Linked DNA regions of Zea mays: regions 2 and 3 are each linked to region 1. Evidence: chromatin contacts called from public Hi-C data. All regions are on one chromosome and are shown on one strand. Each heading gives the region's core, a stretch centred on a gene start, on an enhancer-like site or on the middle of the called end of the contact. The rest is flanking DNA. Distances are from core to core; before and after follow the strand shown. Region 1 holds the start of LOC100277896. Region 2 holds the start of LOC100284097 (xyloglucan endotransglucosylase/hydrolase protein 1). Region 3 holds the start of LOC541882 (G2-like 1).

The links. A called contact is a pair of places that touch in the nucleus more often than the background predicts.
Region 2: a contact with region 1 is called in a Hi-C map of leaf, with 5 times the contacts expected there. The contact joins the promoter of LOC100284097 here to the promoter of LOC100277896 in region 1. A contact is called at or near these places in 2 of 25 Hi-C or Micro-C datasets (bundle sheath and leaf).
Region 3: a contact with region 1 is called in a Hi-C map of ear, with 2.9 times the contacts expected there. The contact joins the promoter of LOC541882 here to the promoter of LOC100277896 in region 1. A contact is called at or near these places in 3 of 25 Hi-C or Micro-C datasets (ear, leaf and tassel).

Annotation. Positions count from the first base shown.
Region 1 is chr9:3,958,279-3,961,153 of Zm-B73-REFERENCE-NAM-5.0, forward strand. It overlaps LOC100277896, which reads right to left and starts at 1,478. Exons shown (of 2, transcript NM_001371687.1): 1 at 916-1,478. The coding sequence starts at 1,380.
Region 2 is chr9:3,766,828-3,769,702 of Zm-B73-REFERENCE-NAM-5.0, forward strand. It overlaps LOC100284097 (xyloglucan endotransglucosylase/hydrolase protein 1), which reads left to right and starts at 1,415. Exons shown (of 4, transcript NM_001366610.1): 1 at 1,415-1,749; 2 at 1,879-1,979; 3 at 2,092-2,291; 4 at 2,415-2,875. The coding sequence starts at 1,539. The coding sequence ends at 2,811. It overlaps LOC103637804 (NLR family CARD domain-containing protein 3), which reads left to right. Exons shown (of 17, transcript XR_004852519.1): 15 at 1-9; 16 at 96-197; 17 at 289-731.
Region 3 is chr9:4,109,727-4,112,601 of Zm-B73-REFERENCE-NAM-5.0, forward strand. It overlaps LOC541882 (G2-like 1), which reads right to left and starts at 1,516. Exons shown (of 6, transcript NM_001111548.1): 1 at 770-1,516; 2 at 506-646; 3 at 61-417. The coding sequence starts at 1,354.

The DNA.
Region 1 (2,875 bases), core at 228-2,727:
CAGCAACGAACTAGCTAGTGGCTTCGTGACCTTCATGCTGACAGCACCACGCATATTCTTCGCCTCGCCTACCTGACTGTCTTACTGGACTGCAGAATGTCAAACACACTTATCTAAGGGCTAGTTTGGGAAACCCATTTTTTCAAGAGTTTTTCATTTTTCTAAGGAAAATTAGTTCATTTTTTTTGGGAAATTAGAAATCCCATGGAAAAATGGGGGGCCAAACTAACCCTAAACATATGATTATCAGGCGGAAACTGAAAAATTTCCCGGTGCGTCCCATCCCTGCCATTATTTTTTCCATGTGATGTGAGGAAAAGCAAGATGCGACGAAGCTAGTTGTTATCATGCATGATATATATCACCTACTTTGGTCTTGCCCCCAGAACAGTTTGCCTGCTTTTCTTTTTTTCTTCTTCTTAAATCATATAAACCCGGCCATCGCATACCATGTTCCGAGTAAACTATTCGGATTATTCCTTGTATCCTGATCGTCGGTTACTTTATAGCGATATCATTTGCGATTTAAATTGGTTTGGGTTAGGTAGGGGTGCTAGTGGCGCGGGGAAAAGGTGTGTATTAGAATAATCAGGAGGGTGGGGGCAGATATAAGTATAGAGATATCGACAGGAATAATCAGCCTCTTTATCCTTCCGAAAGGCTATCACCCTACTCTTATATTTACTACCAGTCAGCAGACAAAAACATAATTTGTGGCAGGAAGTAAAACTGGTAGTGGAGCTGTGTGGTTGGTCGCTGGTCGGTCAGTCAGTCAGTCAGAGAAGAAATTCTGGGAGTAGAATTGCAACTTAATAGGAGTATTCAGACCAGAACGCCAAGCGGGTAATGACGCTGTCAGTTGTTTGTTGGACTTGGACATTGTTTTGGAATTGGACGGCAATCACGGAGCAGTACCTGATCAAGGCAGCCATCCGCCACCTGCTCCTGCGGCTGCGACTCGTCGCCGGAGCCCGTGCTCCCGCCCCCGTGCTTCGGCTCAGCTACCTGCAGCAGCAGCAGCTGCTGCTGCTGCGCCTTCCGGGTCTTCTCCTCCTTCTTGGCCTGCAGCGCCTTGGCGACCTCGGCGACGGTGATGAGGCGGTACGCCTGGCCGAGCACCAGCGTGTCCCGGGGCTTGAGCAGCTTCACGCGCGTCACGCGCGCGCCGCCGTGCCTCTGCTGCTCCTGCTCCCGCTGCCGCTGCTGGGACCGCTTCCCCTCGTCGCCGGCGCCCGCGCGGTGCGTCACGAGCGCCACGTAGTGGCCCGGGTTGGCGCGCATGACCTCGGCGGCGCTGGTGGCCCAGTACAGGCGCTGGACGCGGCCGCCCGGGTGCTGCACCACCGCCGCCGCCGCCTCCGCCGCCTGGCAGTTGCCCATCCTCGCTCGATCGGTGATCCCTGCTCCTCTGCCGCGCCGTGGCGTGGGCCGTGGGTGTGCAGCGCAGGGGAGGGGACGCAGGCACGCACAAGTTTGGTGCTGGCGGCGGCCGCGAGCGAGCGGTTTTATGATTTATGATGAAGCGGCGGTGGGCGCGGGCGGTGGGTGGGCAGACTGCCTGTGGCCTGTGGGGTACTAGCGACTTACTGAGACGGCGCTCCACGGACGGATCCAGATCCAGCGGCGTCCATTGCCTCACCGCGCGCTGGTACCGGCCCGCATCGGCGTTTTTATTTGGCTCACCGGCACCGCTCCCCTCTGCCCTGCAACCATGGAGCGTGGCGTTGGGCCGTTGGCTGCTGAGCGGGTCGCGTGCACGCGCGCTGGTGCATCTCTACGCTGGGGCCTGGGGGTAACGGCACGGCTACTACAACTACGGGCCGGCCTGCAAGATGAGCTCGAGTGATCCGTACGTCCCTCCCTGAAAAATGTCCACCTCATCGATGGAGGAATCCAGCGCTCAGGCCGTGCATTGAAACCTGCGCCGCTTTGGATCTGTGCACCGCCGCGGAGTGTTTGTTTCAAGACACTAATTTTTCCCTCTATTTTATTTCATTTTACTTACTAAATACTAAATATGAAAACTAAGGATGAATAAGCTGCTAGAGGGTTGATGCATAGAAATAAAATCAGGTTTTATGCAAATTAAAATGTCAGTAACATGCTGCTTTGTTCGATTTAGCTTTTATCCATGTTGGATTTGGTTGTTTGGCATGCCACGATGGTGGTTCAACCCCCTCTCTCTCCGGTCATGCCTTTGATATGGTATTCTGGTATTCCATCCGGTCGATAGGGATTATGTTTTCATCATGTTGCAATAGGGCTAGAAATAAACTGAATCAAGATCTGCTCGGCTCGTACACTCAACAAGCTTAAGGAGGAGGCTCGGCTCGAGGTCGGCTCACAAACCGACTCGACTCGATTCGCGAGCTACACCTTAATAAATAATATTGTATTATATAATAACTTAATAGTATATAAATGTGAAATATATAATCATCATACAATTATAAGTAATCTACATTATAAATTATCATATATCAATCATCAAAAGTTAAAGAACAAATCGGATATGTATAAAATTATCAATATCCATCATTATTTTATATATTGGTTAATTTGACATAGCTCACGAGCCGGCTTATGAGCCAGAACGAGCCGGCTCGGCAGGGCTACTACAACTCCGGGCCGGCCTGCAAGATGAGCTCGACTGATCCGTACGTCCCTCCCTGAAAAATGTCCACCTCATCGATGGACGGATCCAGCGCGAAGGTCGTCCATTGAAATCTGCGCCGCTTTGGATTTGTGCACGCCGCCGTGTTAGTGTTCAACACACTAATTTTTAATCTCTCTATTTTATTCTATTTTAATTTTTAAATTACCAAATATAAAAAAAACTATTTTAGTTAACATATTTGATAATTTAATGATTAAA
Region 2 (2,875 bases), core at 165-2,664, 190 kb before region 1:
GAGATTCGAGTAAGCGAACACACAGCGCATCCTATCAGTTATTGGCATTCGGATATATATATCTCGTATTCTCAAATTATTTATATTTCTGACAGGACGACGGAGCATTCGCATTGGCACAGGCGCTCAAGGCTAACGAGGATCTGGCGGTCACGTCATTAAATCTCGCAAACAACTTCTTCACGAAATTCGGACAGGTTAGATCAGTTCGTTTTTAGTGTATCGATGGATGCATGAAGGCATGTTTAATTGAATTCCAATCCATGTCTTATTCTGAGCCACTTGCAGGTCGCTCTTTCTGAGGCGCGGGACCATGTGTACGAGATGACCGAACGGGAGATAGACATTTATTTTTAGGGGGGTACCGGTTCCCCTGTGCACACAGTTAGCACAGGACATGACCGATGCTTGTTTGTCGAGTAGGTTGAAGAATAAGGTCGCGCGGTAGAGCGATGGTTTATCCTTTGTATAGGAAAATTTTGGTGGGTTAGTTAAATATTTTTAGTTACTATGTAGGTTAGCCATTCGATCAGGTGTCTATATGCAAGTTTTGCTGGAAACGTCGGTGTCGTTTTGAACCATTCGTATTATTGGTTGAAAATGGAATGGATATGACGGGCATCACATGCAAACTGATTCTTTTTTGTGGAGGACTTCACTGATGTGGTGGTGTGTGTTCCTCGGAAGTTGAAATGTATTCTCATGCCATCCATGTGGGATGGTGTTGGTAACCTCAGACCTGTCGTAGGCTGTTGTGAATGTCACACAAAGATTTCGCGCGTCTCTGCATGCAAGATCACCCATGCTAGCTGTCTGTGGTTGACTGAGATGGTGGGAAGAGGGTGGTGAGCAATTATTACTATTTGAATAAGCCAGTTTACGCCAGCTACATCGACCGACCCGTGGTTGATGAATAAGCCATCCGCGAGAGTACGTTCGTGTCGCTGTCACGGCTCTGAATCGATCACAGTCCACAAGCACAAACAATTACTTGGTTGACTCCGACTAGGGATCGGACAAACAGGAAAAAAAAAAAGCTAGCTAGGAAGCCCGTACACACATATCACACTTTTTGGTCGTTCCTTCGTTCAAGTCATGTACTGGCTGTGGCGGATAGGTGCGAGAGATCGATGCATATCTTTGGAATTTAAGATCGAGCCACGCAGACGCTGTGTGTTTGTGATGAAGCACTGTCGTCGCCCATGACGGGAAAACGGCTCCATATACGTACTACTAACGTACACACCACAGCGACTCTCCGGCCATGCAGTTGCCGGCTGCACAACTTGTGCAAGTGCATGCATGCATGGATTTGGATCCATGCATGGCCACAGCCCACAGCCCACAGGGGAGGGGAAGGTAGTCCATGCGTGTGCACAACACAAAGCACACTTGACAGACAAAGCTTCATTCCACTTGTTTCCAGCATACGTAGCTAGTGCAACTGCAAGCTCCGGATCCTCCTCATATCAGCTATAAATTAAAAGGTCGTGACAGGTGAGGCCGCGCCGCGAGGAACCGCGTCGACCTTGTCGTCGATGTTGGCTTGCAAGGCGAGCCCGAGCCGGCCGTGCGTCGTCCCCCTTGTTTGCCTGCTGGTGGTGGCGGCCGCAGTCGTCGTCGTCGCTGCCTCGGCGCCGCCGGCGGAGGCGGCGTTCGACGACAACTACGTGGCGCAGTGGGGTAGAGATGGTTATCACCTTGTCGTCCGGGGCACGGAGGCGAATGTCACCATGGACCAGAGCTCTGGTACGTACGTACGTACACGTACGTGCGTGTGTGCAACGTGAAGGGCAGCGAGACCTTTGCGTTTTTTATTTCAAATAATTGTCGTCGTGACTCGTTCGTGAGTGATGGTGCGTGCGTGCGTGCGTGCAGGTGCCGGGTTCCGGTCCAAGTCCACGTACGGCTCAGGGTTCTTCCACATGAGGATGAAGCTGCCCTCCGGGTACACGGCCGGCGTCGTCACGACCTTCTACGTGAGTCCGACGACCGATATATATGTGTTGTTGCATGTGCGTACTTGCTCCATCATCAGTCACTATCTCCGAGATCACGGAATCTGCATCATCTTCGACGTCTCTCTTCCAGCTCATCTCGCAGCCGGAGGATGGGAGCCGCGACGAGGTGGACTTGGAGTTCCTGGGCGACAAGGCCGGCGTGCCCATCACCCTCCAGACCAACGTCTTCGTCGACGGCCGCGGCGACAGGGAGCAGCGGACGCGCCTCTGGTTCGACCCCGCCGCCGACTTCCACGACTACAAGATCCTCTGGAACCCATACCAGCTCGTGTAATATATACTATATATAAGCTAGCTACAAGCTACTCCGACCGACCGACCGACCGACCGATCCTTAATCATATCCCCATACATTTCACATGCATGACACACATGCATCTCGCGCGCTCGCAGGATGTTCGTGGACGACACGCCGGTCCGGGTGCTGAGGAACCTGACGGGCGCCGTGCCGGGGTACCCGTTCCCGGGGAAGCAGACGATGCTGATCCGCGCGAGCGTGTGGGACGGCTCCGACTGGGCCACGGACGGCGGCCGGACCAAGGTGGACTGGTCCAGGGGCCCCTTCACCGCCGGCTACCGGGGCTTCGACGTCGACGGCTGCGCCAACAACGGGAGCGACGCGTGCCAATCGCCCGACCTATGGTGGAACGCCGCCGAGTACCGGAACATCACCGCGGAGCAGCGGGCGGCGTACGAGGACGTGAAGAGGAGTTACATGAACTACGATTACTGCGCCGATAAGGCCAGGTTCAACAGCACCACCGTACCCATTGAATGCAACTACGCTTGATAAGCCAGCTAGGAGTGGCGTTGTATATTATACATACACGAAAAGATATGTCTGCTTATTTGTT
Region 3 (2,875 bases), core at 266-2,765, 150 kb after region 1:
CAAAAATAACTAGCACGTAGACTTGCCGGCCGGCCGGCCGTGCGTACAATGCATACATACCCTCATGTAAGCATGGTGCCAGAACGACGCCGGGTCAGCTGGCGGTGGCGGAGCCCACGGCGGCGGCGGCGGGGCGCGGGGGGCGAGATGCCGAGGCCACATTGGCACCCGGGGTGACTCCACCGCTGGCGTCGGACTCGGATGGCCCCAGACGTGCAGTGGCCTCCCGAAGTGCTGCACCGGACGAGGAGGGGTCCCCGCCGGCGGAGGGAAACCGATGGTCGGCACGGTCCACGCGTTAGAGTCGGGCCTCTTCACGGCGCCGCTGGGGGCAGCGTACATCGGCCGCCGGTGCGTCGTCCACGTCGCTGCCTCCACCTCCCTCGCAAGCATGTGCTTCCTGTGGGAACGGTACTTCTGCTCCAATTTAGATAGCCAAAATCGGTCGCGGGTTAGCACAAAGGAAACATTGGTAGTAGCTGCTGGAGTACGTCGCGGCACGGACCTGCAGATGGCTGGCTATGTTATGCCGCGTGAGGGAGTCGATCCCCATGATCTCGAGGATCCTGGACGGCACCGCCTTGTCGATGCCCAGCTCCTCCACCGCCTGAACGAATCTCCGGTGAAGCTCCGGCGTCCAATCCACCTGTGTTAAGTTAAGACATGTCAGCAGAGCACACATGCATGGTATCATCGCTTTGTTTTGCTATATATTTAGGGCTTTGCAATTATTGCTATACGCCTATACTGCATGCGTAGCCCTGCGTACCTTTGCTTTCTTCTTCCCTTGGGAGTGCTTCTTGGACACCTTGCGCCGGCTCTCAGCCTCCTGCGACGACGATGCCGTCGACGACGGTGATTTTTCGCCGGCAAAGGCTCCTCCACAGCCGGCCTCACCGGAGTCGCTATTATTATTACCGGCGGCTGCTACCTCGTCGGCATGGTCGCACTCCCCTTTCCCTTCTTCCACGTCTGCGCACGCTGCGTCGTTGTCCTCGCCAAGGACACCACAACACGGATCCACGGCGCCTATGTGCGCCGCGTCCGCAAAGGGCAGGACACTGGGCACCTCCTGGTCCGTGACGCCGCCATCGCCGCCGGCGGTGGCGATTGCCTCGAAGTCAGCGAAGACGATCTCGGCAGGGTCGACCTCGAGGCCCGGCAGCGCGTCATCCCCGTCGTCTAGCCTGAGGAAGAAGTCCCCGAAGTCTATGTCGTCGACCGTGAAGTCGAAATCCAGGTCCGAGTCGGACACAGGCCCGACGGCGGTCTCCTCCATTTCCTTGCTGGCGCCTCCTCCGCCGCACTCCTCCGCATCGGCACACCGCACCGGCGACGGCGACACTGCAAGCATATCTCGAGCACGCCACACGAAGCCTAGTGTCTATACTATAGATACACTTCTTGGAGCGAGCTCAGGCAGCCAGCTATAGCTCAGGATCGAATGAAGTGCAGTGGAAGGAATGGCCTGTTAGGGTAGGTTGTTGTAGCTTGTCTCTGCACTGTTTCGCTGTTTTGCTGTTGGTGCCATATGGCGAGCCAGTAAGTACTCGCTCTCCGGGGAGTATTTGTGGCGAACGGCGAAGGCATCTCGACCACAAGCCTCGCAAAGATCTCTCTGAATCCTTTAGATGGGTGGCCTTGTCCGCGAGCGCAAGTGCAGCTTGGTCGCTTCTGCGAATTATTGTGGCCTCGTAGCGAGCGTGTGCCTGTGTGTGGCCGAGTCTTTTTTGGAACCGCCGGTTTTTTTTCCTTTTTCTTTTCGTTGATGCAACTCTGGGCAGAGAGGTGGACTCGATCTCGTGAGACGGTGGCGAACAACAGGAAGAGAACAAGATATGACAGCGGCTCAGCTGCATGTATATCGGCTGGAGACTGTACTAGTACAGTGACGTTTTCTACTGGCGGTCCTATTAGGTCTTCCCCAACGGGACATCGTGGAGTGCTGCCCTGAACTTCACGTCTGCGTTGAGCTTGGAGGTCATGCATGGAGGCTGCTGGATTCGTGGATTCTCAGTGTCTCGCAGAAGCTCCGATGGCCTAGTTCGAGACGGAGCAGTATATATAGTTCACAATTCTGGCCCTTTGCCGAGCGTTAAATAATTTGCTTATTGTTTTTCTTTCCACAGTCAACAAAACAAAAAAAAAACTCTTTACTAATTGTCAAACAAAAAACGCTCGACTAAAAAACACTCAGCAAAGAAACATTTTGGCGAGTGTTTTTTAACACTCGGCAAACAGCTAGAGAAATCATTCGCTGAATGTTTTTTTTACACTATGCAAATCAAATTTTGAAGAAAAAATAATTGAGCTGTAAAAGTTTTCAACTATAAAGTTGTATAACTCATCGAGATGTATATTTTTGTTTTGGTTATTTCTTTATAGGAAAAATAAAAGTAAATTTATTTATAAAACTTATATGTCTCTCTTGTAGTTTATGAAACTACAAGAGTGATGTATAATGTTGGGACTTGCTCTCACTCGCAAGGGGGGCCAACAATGGTGAACAGTGACGTTAATAGGGTTACGCGCTAGATGGCAATAGCTCTGTTAATCTGGCCTCCCACGGTCACTGTGCGAGGGTATTTATAGGTACCTGAGCGCCCAGCGCCTTGTGCTAAGGACGCATGTGCCCTGAGCTACCTAGGTTATCCCCAGAATATTCCCATAAAGCAGGGTTACAGACTGTAATTACAGGGATGCCTTTACAAATTAGGCCCGTAACACGCGGCGGCCACGCAGGGCCCGTTACACTGGGCCGGATCACACGTGGGCCTCTGAGCTGGACGAGGCCGCACTGTGGGATGACGCCGTCGCAGGCCTTCGTCTGGTGCCGAGTCGAGCGAAGGGTGTCCCTGCCCGTTTTGTCTCTGTC